Regions from separate parts of the Mus musculus genome. Here regions 1, 3 and 4 are each linked to region 2. The links are chromatin contacts, called in public HiChIP or PLAC-seq and Micro-C maps. All regions are on one chromosome and are shown on one strand. The core of a region is the stretch at or near the end of the contact, and the rest is flanking DNA. Distances in the headings are between cores, read along the strand shown.

Region 1 (2,700 bases), core at 72-2,571, 490 kb after region 2:
TTACATCCCGCTCACTGTTCCCCCCCCCCCTTGTGTCACCCTCTCCCACAATCCTCTTCCCCTCCCCTTCTCCTCTGAGTGGGTAGGGTTCCCTGTAGTATCCCCCAACCCTGGCACATCAAGTCTCTGCTGTGTACTATCATATCATTGGAAAATAGCGATACTTTGACAACTTTCTAATTTGTATCCCTTGATCTTTTTTAGTTGTCTTATTGCTCTGGCTACAACATCAAGTACTATATTGAGTAGATAGGGAGAGAGTGGGCAGCCTTGTCTTGTTCCTGACTTTAGTGGGATTGCTTTAAGTTTCTCTCCATTTAGTTTGATGTTGGCTATTGCTTGCTGTAGACTGCTGTGATTATGTTTAGGTATGTGCCCCGTATCCTTGATTTCTCTAATACATTTAACATGAAGGAGTGCTGGATTTTCCCAAAGGCATTTTCATCATCTGATGAGATGTCATGTGATGTTTTCTTTCAGCTTGTTTATATAGTGGATTAAATAGATGGATTTTGTATATTGAACCATCCGCTGGTGTCGGGTCCAGCAGGGGTGGTTCCTGCCTCTGGGACAAAGACAGAGGAGGGGGGGGGTCGGGAGGGCCTCCTGGTTGGTTTGTTCATATTTTACATTCATCCTTTAAAGACTGCCCTCCTTGTTAACACTGTTAATGACTCCATGATAATAAGAGACAGCAGGAGTCTGGGAGGCAAAGGTGTGGCTAATGTCTCAGCAAAATGGTAAATGCTGAGATCTTCAGGACAGCCCTTAAAGGTGTAGAAAATGACTCTAAAAACATGAGTTTGAAAATATATAATTTCTCAACCATGCAAAAACCAAGGATGGAATATGAATTATATGAGGAGCTTCACAGACTTAAAGGAACTGAGGCAGATGCACTATGAGCCAGCCTGTCAGAAAGATACTAAAGAAGGCGTTAACGAGATTTAGGAGCCGGGTGTGGAGGTGCATGCCTTTAATCCCAGCACTTGGGAGGCAGAGGCAGGTGTATTTCTGAGTTTGAGGCCAGCCTGGTCTACAGAGTGAGTTCCAGGACAGCCAGGGCTGCACAGAGAAACCCTGTCTCGAAAAAAAAACGAGAGAGAGAGAGAGAGAGAGAGAGAGAGAGAGAGAGAGGAGAGAGAGAGGGGGGGGGGTTTAGGGAGTGGTGATTGGAGGAGATCCACCCAACTAAATTTTCTGTTTATGCTTACAAAAGCAGGCAAATTCCTGAGTTCAGGATCACGGTGGGAAACAGCAAGGTAGCAAGGTTAGGCCCAGGTATGATAGAAATGGTAATTTCAGGATGGGATCCCACCCAGCTAGCATACCACCTGTGCTTCAGAGGCCAGCAGATCTCTGAATTCGTTTGCAATGTTAAAAGAACCTGTGTGCTTGCTGTCTCCTAAGAATCAAAGGGCTGGGTCATAGGATGCTGAGTCACCGGATTATCAAACAGAAACCTGAAGTAAATGACTAGTATGATATGTAAAGTAAAAGACTGGGCTTATGATCTGCAGGAGATGAGATCTGCAGAGAATCTTTACAATAGTCAGAGAGAACGGGCTCAGAGAACTGTCTCAAGCAGAACCTAGAGAAAGAGAGAGCTGACTGGAGATCTCCAGAAAAAGCAGATCAGAGAGAGAGAGAGAGAGAAAAAAAGCAGATCAGAGCAAGAAGGCAGAACAGAGAGAAAGTGAGCTGGAAGGCTGTCTCCAGCAAACCATAGGCCAGTCAGCTTGCACACAATTTGACTTCCAGTCGTTTGTTTTCTCCTCTCCCAGACACCCCTTCCTCAGAACCCCTCTCCAAGTGGAGGCTGGTCCTTTGCATCCTGGGATAAAGCCTGCTTGATCATGGTGGATGATGTTTTTGATGTGTTTGTTGAGTATTTTTGCACCAGTGTTCATAACAGAAATCAATCTGAAGTTCTCTTTGTTGAGTCTCTGGGTTGTTTAGGTATCAGGTTGACTGTGGCCTCATAGAATGAGTTTGGCAGTGTACCTTCTGCTTCTATTTTGTGGAATAGTTTCAGGAATAGTGATATTAGCTCTTCTTTGAATGTCTGATGGAATTCTGCACTAAAACCATCTGTGCCTTTTGGGGGTGGGTGGGAGACTTTTGATGACTGCGTCTATTTCCTTAGAGATTATAGGACTGTTTAAATAGTTTACCTGACTGTGGTCTAACTTTGGTAAGTGGTATCTGTCTAGAAAAACATCCATTTTGTTTAGATTTTCCAATTTTATGCAGTATAGTCTTTTGAAGTAAGACCTAATGATTCTTTGAATTTCCTCAGTGTTTGTTGTTCTGTCTCCCTTTTCTTTTTCTTTTTCTTTTTTTTTTGGGGGGGGGGGGTTGAAACAGGGTTTCTCTGTGTAGCCCTGGCTGTCCTGGAACTCACTTTGTAGACCAGGCTGGCCTCTAACTCAGAAATCTGCCTGCCTCTGCCTCCCGAGTGCTGGGATTAATCCCTGTCTCTTTTGATTAATTTTGGTTGAAAGTCAATTTCATTAGACATTGGGATGGCTACTCCAGCTTGCTTCTTGGGTCCGTTTGCTTGAAAAACTTTTCCAGCCTTTTATTCTGAGATAATGTCTATCTTTATTGTTGACATGTGTTTCTTGTATGTAGCAGAATGATGGATTCTGTGTTTGCATCCATCCTGTTAGCATGTGTCATTTGGGGGAGGGGGGATTT
Region 2 (2,700 bases), core at 182-2,681:
GCCCTTAATAAACTCTATTCTAGTCTACACTATACCATTGCATGGCTGATCTGTCAAGAGGAAGGGATGCCTTGGCATGGGCCCAGTGAGATAGCCCCTCCCCCCATACCTCATCACACCTCCATAGAACATACCCCTTCTCTCTTTATCTTTTCAAAAACACTACACTAAAGTAGAAGAACCTGTTGTTGTTATTATTATTATTATTATTATTAATTATTAATTATGGTGATGTGATGATTTGGAGGCACCAAAAGGTAATAGTTTAGGACAGTCTCTGAATTTGAATGGTCTTCCTTTGAACCATAACTACAGTACGTATGGTGGCTTGACACTCTTGGCCTACAGGTTGCCTATCTTTGGTGCTTCCTGTGAGTAACCTAGAGTTGTGATGCAGCAACGGAAGTAGCCAGGATCAGGAGATGCATATGCCATGCTGAGGGTGGGGTGACAACGTGGGTCTGGTTCTCTTGGCACAGGGTTGGGCTCTGCCTCCTCTGTCTCTGGCTGCAAGAGAGTAGACTGTGCTGGCGCTGGCTGCCAACCTGGGCTCAGTCTTCCATGGAGTGAGAAGCTGAAAGCGAAGATCCTGCCAGCAGCTCGGCTTTCCCAGCGAACGGGAGGGATGGAGCCTTGGAAGAGACACAGCTCACTGCTAATGCCCACTTCGCCACCTTTCGTGGGGGTTGCCCGGCTCTGACTTGGTTGTCCTGGCCCTATTCCACCCTTCGCAGTGTTTGATATTGCTCTCGCCATGACTGGTGGAGAGGCAGAAATGGGATAATATATATGGACAAGCTGGCACAGTGAATGGAGTCGATAAATGTTTGCTAATAAAGTAAGTAAATGAAGTTCTTTGGAGCTAAAGATTTAGGAAGTCAATAACCCAGTCACTGCTAGAAGGCTTTCTTTTACTGTTAGATTTATGAAGAAACAAAATAGAAAGTCAGAGCTTTTTTTTTTTTTTTTTTTTTTTTTTTTTTTTTTTTTATGTCTATACCACCAGTTTGGAGCTCCTCTTTTATTTTAAAAAGATTTGGCAGCAGGAAGCAGATTTAGGGCTGGTTTAGTTTGCCCTCTGTCTATGTGAAACAAGCCCTTTTTCTGCTAGTGTGAGCACAGTTCCTGGTTCACAGTTTGCCCAAGCACGAGTTTCCTTTTCAGAGATCTTAGAAATATTGGACCCAGAGCACCTCAGAATGAGAGTGGAGGAAACATCAGTGTAGATCCTTTCTAGAAATGGGTGCCAGGGCCCACTGAGATGGGGAGTCTAAAACCTGCTTAAGGAAGGGCGTGCTGACCTTCAGAAAATGCAAATACCTGAGCAGGTTGGGTCGATGCCTGAGGCCCAAGGCCTCCAGCTTAGCTGTGAATACAGGCCTCCACCAGCTGGAATATTGTGGAAGAAACAGCAGAGGTCAGACTACGCCCTGTATTGTCCTGTGTGGTCCCGTGAAGCCGCCCCAGGCAAGCCCAAGGCAGCCTCCGTTTTGGATGTTTCCTAGGGACTCAGTACCAGCTGGGATTTGAGAATCAGACTCCACAGAGCAATTCAAAGAGCTTGAGTTCTGGAAGCTGGGTTTGGCCCACAGCGCTGATGCATTTAGTTAGCCTCCCCTGAAGCACTAGTTTCCTTGGGAATACTATAGAATAATGGAGAACTTCCAGCACAGCCATCAGTTGCCTTGCTGCTGGAAGATTAAATGAGTGAAATACAGCTTGCTCTCTATAAATAGCTCAATAATGGCAGCTGCTATTATCATTATAATTGTTGTTGGAGGACAGTCAGTGGAGGAACAAAGGCCCAGAGGCAGGTGCTCAGCATGTGGGGGAAGTGCCAGAGCGGAGGGTGGTAAGTGGACACAGGCAGCTGCAGATCACAGAGGACTTTATTAACCGGCCAGAATCTCCACCTTCACCTACAAGGCGCTATGCTTCTCTCTCAACTCACAGCCCATTTTCTAGAAACAGTGATCTCACACTGCATTTCCATCCTCTCTTCCCACCTCTATCCCCACTTCCACTGGTCTAACAAATTCAAGGTTATCCAGGTTATCCGACTTGGGATGCCAAGGACTTGAAGAAGCTTCATGCCCTGCTTTCGAGGAACTTTCAGTCCAGGCAGCCAGGGAGGCAGCGAGAAGGGCAGTGGAGACTGCCAGAAACAAGACACAGAGAGGTAGGGCAGGTAGAATGGAGTCACAAGCAGGAAGTGGCTGAATGCGATCTCACAAGCTGTCCTTCCCTCTGAGAGCCACAGGCAGCCAGCTTTTCCTCCTGCCCAGCTAGGGATGAGCTAGGGCTAGCTTCCCTCTGGGCTTAGTGCACTGTGGGAGCTGTGCTGCTCTAGAGACTTGGTATAAGAGGCAAGGAACGGAGACAATGGGAAGGTTAATGTGACTCTAACACTGGTGGCATAATGAGAGAATTAACTGGAGAAGCAAGAAAGTCAAGGGTTAAAAGCTTAGCTCATTCTCTCATTCAGTGAGCATTAGCTGAGCACCTACTAGGCGCCAGGCAATGCTCTAGGTTCTTAGGATATGGTAGCAAAGTACTGGAAAGCCTTGATATTTGTGCCTAGTACTTGTGTTTCAAATCAACACTCTAACAACATGACTCAAATATGCCAGCAACAGGCAGTAGGGGCCACAGAGGAAATGGCAGAAAATGATGAAGAAGAAGCCCTAAAGTAGAGGCTTG
Region 3 (2,700 bases), core at 167-2,666, 470 kb after region 2:
GTTTCACAGTAACATGATTAGGCAATATGGCATGGAAACAAAGCCCCCCTGTTTTAACCAGATTTAATCAGTGTCTTAGGGTTTTATTGCAGTAAAGAGACACCATGACCATGGCAGCTCTTATAAAGCACAACACTTATTTAATTGGGGCTGGATCACAGTTTCTGAGATTTAGTCTAGTATTATCATGGCAGGAAGCTTGGCAACATATAGGCAGATATGGTGCTGGATAGGTAGCTGAGAATTCTACATCCAGGTCCTAAAGGCAGCAGAAGTGAAAACCACACTAGGCCTAGCTTGAGCATCTGAGACCTCAAAAACCCTCTCCCACAGTGGCGCACTTCCTCCAACAAGGCCATATGTTTCCCCCCCCCCCAATAGTGACACTCTTATGGACCAAGCATTCAAACACATGCATCTATGGGGTTATTTCTCTTCAAACCACTACAATTAACAATAACAACAACTAACCAACAGCCTTAGCTGGTGATGTATTGATTGAAGAAAATGGGACATTCAACAGGAACCTAACCTTATATTCCCTCTGGGACAGTGGTTCAGTGTTTGATAATCCAGTGTTCATCGAAACCTTACAAATGACAGAAATAAAAAGAATTAACTGTATATCCATATAATGAAGCACTATTTGGGGGCAGCACACCATATACATCTTTCAAAAACAGTATGCTGTTCATGAATAGACACCATGACCACAGCAACTCTTTTTTTTTTTTAAGACTTATTTATTACATGTAACTACACTGTAGCTATCTTCAGACACCCCAGAAGAGTGTGTCAGATCTCATTACGGATGGTTGTGAGCCACCATACGGTTGCTGGGATTTGAACTCAGGACCTCTGGAGGAGCAGTTAGTGCTCTTAACCACTGAGCCATCTCTCCAGCCCCGACCACAGCAACTCTTATAAAGGAAAACCTTTCATTTGGGCTGGCTTAAAGTTTCAAAGGTTTCAACATGGCAGGGGAAACGAGACTTAGTGGAATGTGCCAGTTTATAAATGAAGGGTCCTTTTTATTCTATTTTGTCTCCATTTAGAAACTAGGTCATAAACCACTTGCTACTCATCCTAAGTATAAGGTACTTTGCTTCTGCAGCTGATCTGCTTGAGTTAATCTGAGACTAAGTGTTGTAAGCCGGCCTGCGGCTCACAAGAAATGGGGTACACCAGGGAGGCAAGCCAGGGCTGAAAAGAGAGGGGAAACTAGGCAACTAGGCGGTTGAGAGAAAAAAGGAGCTAAGTCAAGATTCCTGATCAAAGCTCAAACGTTTAATGGCAAATGCGCTTATAAAGAGGTGGGGAGACCCATTCCCGCCAATTCATCCTTGGAGCCCAGCTGCAAGTGAGACTTGCAGGATAGGGTGTAGTCTCCGGTGGCCTCCCAGCAGGTAGCACTATCTTGAAGGAGAACAGTGGCAGTGGCTGAACAATAGAGTGGTCAAGGCAGGAAGGCTCCACCCTAGGTAATCTCCTCTTAGTGGCAGCAAGGTCAAGGTCTGGCTCAGCCTGCTTCAGGCTGGGGGGAGGTTACAGCTAAAAAAATTGTCTCTGGTTTAGCACCTTATAGTACAAACAAAAGGCTAGGTAAAGAAGTCTTTTATTCTATCTCTGCAGGAGTTGCATGGCTCTAAGTTGAAGCCTCCAGAAGGGAAAAGAGGCCTGTCTCTACTCTCAGCACTTGTATGACTTTCAGAGTGCTTGATCACATGGTAAAAAATTCACTAAGAGTCTGCACATAAATTCAGGTCATAAACTGAATAAGAGGTTTATAACAGAGAATGTCTACATGCATATCCACTAGGAGTAATTATCTGGCTAAACATTCATCATTTGTTATGAGCTTACAGGTTCATGGACAGTTAAAAATCATAACTAAGCTATCCTTGAAGTTTTGAATAGATAAACCCAGTCAATATTTTATCTCCAGTGTTTGCACCTGCAGTGCATATCTTTAGCTCCTTCTTTATAACCTTCAGCTAAAGGTTTTTGTAACCCCTTGGAATGTGCTCTAGTTTTTAGAAGTCTGTGGTTATCTCAGAAGCAATTAAGCAGTTTTGTTACAAAAAGGGCTCAAGTGTCTTTATTTACATCACCATGCTGAAATAGTGGTGACCCATACTGGTTGTTTCTGCAAAATAAATGCTCTTTGTTTTTGCATACTATATGAGTCTGGGGTCTTCCTTCAGCAATTTTCAGGCCCTTACAGAAAATATGTAGAATTACATGATTTTAATACTAATCAAAAATACCAGAATTTTAAAAATACAGAATGGGAGCTGGAGAGATGACTTGGCAGTTAAAAGCACTTACTGACCTTTCAGAGGTCCTGAGTTCAATTCCCAGCAACCACATGGTGGCTCACAACCATCTGTAATAAGATCCTATGCCCTCTGCTGCTGTGTCAGAAGATAGCAACAGTGTACTCACATATATAAAATAAATTAATTTAAAAAGCAAAAGGAATCCTAAAAACAAAAACCTACAGAATGCATACCAATAACCCACAAATGAAAACAAAATGATAGTGGATTTTGAGCTCACATCATTTGAAATTAAAATCCCAGATGTTATGTCTCAACCATGTGTAGTAAACAGGAGCCGTCTTTCAACACTTTTTAGTAATCATACTAAACTGACCCAAAAGTCTTTCTCATAATTCTCTGTTCAGCTCACTCTGGTATC
Region 4 (2,700 bases), core at 139-2,638, 330 kb after region 2:
AGTGCAGCGAGTGTTGTGCACAGAGTGCAGTGTGGCGAGTGCAGTGTAGTCAGTGCAGTGCAGTACAGTGAATGCAGTGTACTCAGTGCAGTGAGTGCAGTGCAGCAGAGCTGAGTTCGCTCCTGAGTCCATGCAGTTCAGTGCAGGTCAGCAGAGGCAGCTGAAGCCAGAGAATAGGAAAGGATCCAGAAGATTAGAACAAATTACCAGAGTTAATATGAGGTCAAGCAAAGCAATTTAGTGAGAAGCTGAGAGAAGTCAGATTGAATTGAAAGAACCTAGTGGGGAAACTCCCACTCAATTCCCAATTCGGCGTGCACCCAAAGAATCATGAACAGACCGTCTTGATGTAAATACACGAGGTAGTTTAATGGCCGAGCTCCGGGTCAAAACGTAACTCACACAGGAGACAGTGGATTCGACCACGAGGCTTGAAAGCTAGGGGCTTTTATAGAAAAGGGTCTGGGGCTGGGGGAGGAATTGGCACGGTTTCACATGATTGGTTCATTTAAATATCAACAGACTCTACATGCAGATCAAGGTAACAGCAGAGCATCTGGTTAACATTTAACCGGTCAGAAGGGTGGGAGATAGGGAGGCGCTGGGCCAGTCCGGATTTCTTGTATGTCTTCCCTATCTTTATGGCTAGTTGGTTCCTGGGATGACTTTACAGCTTTTGTTCTTTGCTCTAAGCCCAAAAGCCCTCCTAACTAGCAAGCCACATGAGTCATGGACCTTGAATAAACATTCTGGCTAGGGCTTTGAAGTCTTGAATTTAGTTTTCTTTCTTTCAGAATCAGTCGCTTGGAGAGGCATTTGAACCAGAACAGCTGAGTCAAACCAGGCAGCCAGAGTTTAGAATGAACTAGAAAGGGTGAGCTTACTCTGCAGTAAGCTTCAGACAACATTTACGTCAGGTGAATAAAAGTTACTTTTACAAGCAATTCTGTGCAGAGGCTACTCAAAGATAACCAAGAGGCAGGGTTGTTGTGTGGCTGTTTCCTACACTTCTTCTCTCCCTCCCTGTGAGAGGATGATAACTCCTCTGTAAGACTCCAGGGAGCCTTAGCTTACTGGGGACCCCTTGAGTGAACCATGTGGAGTCAAGATCAATGCAAAAAGCAAGAGGAATTTATTGTTCCAGTGCACTGGGTTCGTCCCAGACTCAAAGGAGAGGTGGTGACCCCTAGCACCTGGTCAGCAAGTTTTTATATGGTTTCCAGAGGCAGAATAGAGCATCAGCAACTAGGCACAGTATGATTGGTGGAACAGTGCACCCTTTAAACTGATTGGTCTTTAGGGAATGAGGTGACAAAGTCTTCCCTTGTCTGAAGGTGGGAACTGGTCCGTCCTGTGGAATGTGTCCCCATGGGCAGGTCAGTTCCCGCCCTGTGGTCTGACGAATGTTAATTAGCCTCTCCCTTCCAGAGAGGCAAGAGTTCCATGACCTTCCCAAAGTTTCTGAGCTGACCTTTTCACCCCAGTCTCCAAGACATCAGGCCTGACCATGCAGATTGCTTGCTTAATGGCATGTGCACAGAAATGTTGTATGTCTTGTCCAAATTGAAGCTTTGTTATCTTTCTGGTAGATCTGCTCTCTTCATCCCCATACAACATCTATTCCAAGCATGAGGTGCTCCTCCAGCCTCGGTTCCAGAATGGAAAAGATACAAAGCTGACCTGGTGAGGAAGCAGCATAATACATGCAGGGTCAAGTCATCAAGTCTTTCACATGGTGATTTCACATGGCGTGGCAAGATACACTCAACACATGTATTTCTGCAGTATCAAACAGGATCCAAATAGTGCTTCAGGAGAGGCACAACCATGAAGCAGAGTAAACACAAAAATCCTATACAACAAGCCAAGAGATTAGATCCAAGAAAAGTATATGGTTACAAAAACAACTAGATCAGTAAGCTTCGGAAAATGTTTTTGCTAGCCATGAACAAGCCTGATGTAATATTTACCTCATTCTTTTCAAGCTCTATGGAATAACCTGTGGGGGAAAAGTGACTTGCATTAACCATGAAATAGTCTCAACAAATCTCTGACCATCTGTAATTAATTGATACTGAGAAATTGATTTTAAAAGAGAAACAATCAGACAGTCAGATATGGTAATATGGTGAGGCCAAGAAATCCAAACATTTGGGAAGGGGAGGCAAGAAGATCAAGGCTGCCCTCATCCTCTGCTGCATAACAAATTCAAGGCCAGCCTGGGCTACAGGAGATCCTATCTCAAAGAGTCAGAACAAAACAAATAAACAAAGAATAGAATGAAGGTGAAGAGGAAGGAAGAAAGGGATAAAAGGTGATATATATTTAAAAGTCACAAACAATCAAGTCCTAAAACATATTATAATGCAAATCAGAATTGGGATGGGCACTCAGGAGGGTGGAGGCAGAGTGACCTTGAAGCCCACAATGAAAGGCCCCCATCTCAAAAACAAATGAAAGATAAGGAGAGAATATTTTGGAATGAACTGTACAACTGTTTTTCAAAACCAAATTAGGTGAATGTACTGTGTTCTAAAGCTAAGGTTTGGAAGATGGCTCAGTGAGTAAGTACAATGCTTCCTGCACAAGCATGATATGATACCCATGCTCAGATACCCAGCATCCATGCAGAAAAGCCCAGCATGGCTGCACAGGCCTATAACTCCAACACTTTAGGAAACGTCACGGGGACTTGCTGAC

Evidence for each region. A called contact is a pair of places that touch in the nucleus more often than the background predicts. HiChIP or PLAC-seq counts read pairs in DNA pulled down with a chosen protein or histone mark.
Region 1: a contact with region 2 is called in a Micro-C map of embryonic stem cells, with 4 times the contacts expected there. The contact joins two enhancer-like sites. A contact is called at or near these places in 1 of 484 Hi-C or Micro-C datasets (embryonic stem cells) and 2 of 115 datasets of contacts at active chromatin or transcription factors (embryonic stem cells and pancreatic cancer cells).
Region 3: an H3K27ac HiChIP or PLAC-seq map of embryonic stem cells shows a contact between it and region 2, with 14 read pairs. The contact joins two enhancer-like sites. A contact is called at or near these places in 1 of 484 Hi-C or Micro-C datasets (embryonic stem cells) and 3 of 115 datasets of contacts at active chromatin or transcription factors (all in embryonic stem cells).
Region 4: an H3K27ac HiChIP or PLAC-seq map of embryonic stem cells shows a contact between it and region 2, with 11 read pairs. The contact joins two enhancer-like sites. A contact is called at or near these places in 2 of 39 promoter capture datasets (the 3T3-L1 cell line and hippocampal neurons), 6 of 484 Hi-C or Micro-C datasets (cerebellar granule neurons, embryonic stem cells, myocytes and 3 more), 7 of 115 datasets of contacts at active chromatin or transcription factors (embryonic basal ganglia and embryonic stem cells) and 1 of 9 other capture datasets (embryonic stem cells).

Annotation. Positions count from the first base shown.
Region 1 is chr10:85,049,617-85,052,316 of GRCm38.p6, reverse strand. No RefSeq gene overlaps it. Among named protein-coding and RNA genes, the nearest start is that of Gm34633, 47 kb to the right of the region's middle. Within about 2 kb of position 1,321, at least 8 of the 459 cell types and tissues checked have an H3K27ac peak or open chromatin away from gene starts, as enhancers often do. A contact at or near this core is called in embryonic stem cells, where this site is marked.
Region 2 is chr10:85,538,737-85,541,436 of GRCm38.p6, reverse strand. All of the region lies in intron 1 of Btbd11 (BTB (POZ) domain containing 11), which reads right to left. Among named protein-coding and RNA genes, the nearest start is that of Gm40731, 50 kb to the left of the region's middle. Within about 2 kb of position 1,431, at least 38 of the 459 cell types and tissues checked have an H3K27ac peak or open chromatin away from gene starts, as enhancers often do. A contact at or near this core is called in embryonic stem cells, where this site is marked.
Region 3 is chr10:85,070,702-85,073,401 of GRCm38.p6, reverse strand. No RefSeq gene overlaps it. Among named protein-coding and RNA genes, the nearest start is that of Fhl4, 30 kb to the left of the region's middle. Within about 2 kb of position 1,416, at least 12 of the 459 cell types and tissues checked have an H3K27ac peak or open chromatin away from gene starts, as enhancers often do. A contact at or near this core is called in embryonic stem cells, where this site is marked.
Region 4 is chr10:85,209,024-85,211,723 of GRCm38.p6, reverse strand. No RefSeq gene overlaps it. Among named protein-coding and RNA genes, the nearest start is that of Cry1, 25 kb to the right of the region's middle. Within about 2 kb of position 1,388, at least 11 of the 459 cell types and tissues checked have an H3K27ac peak or open chromatin away from gene starts, as enhancers often do. A contact at or near this core is called in embryonic stem cells, where this site is marked.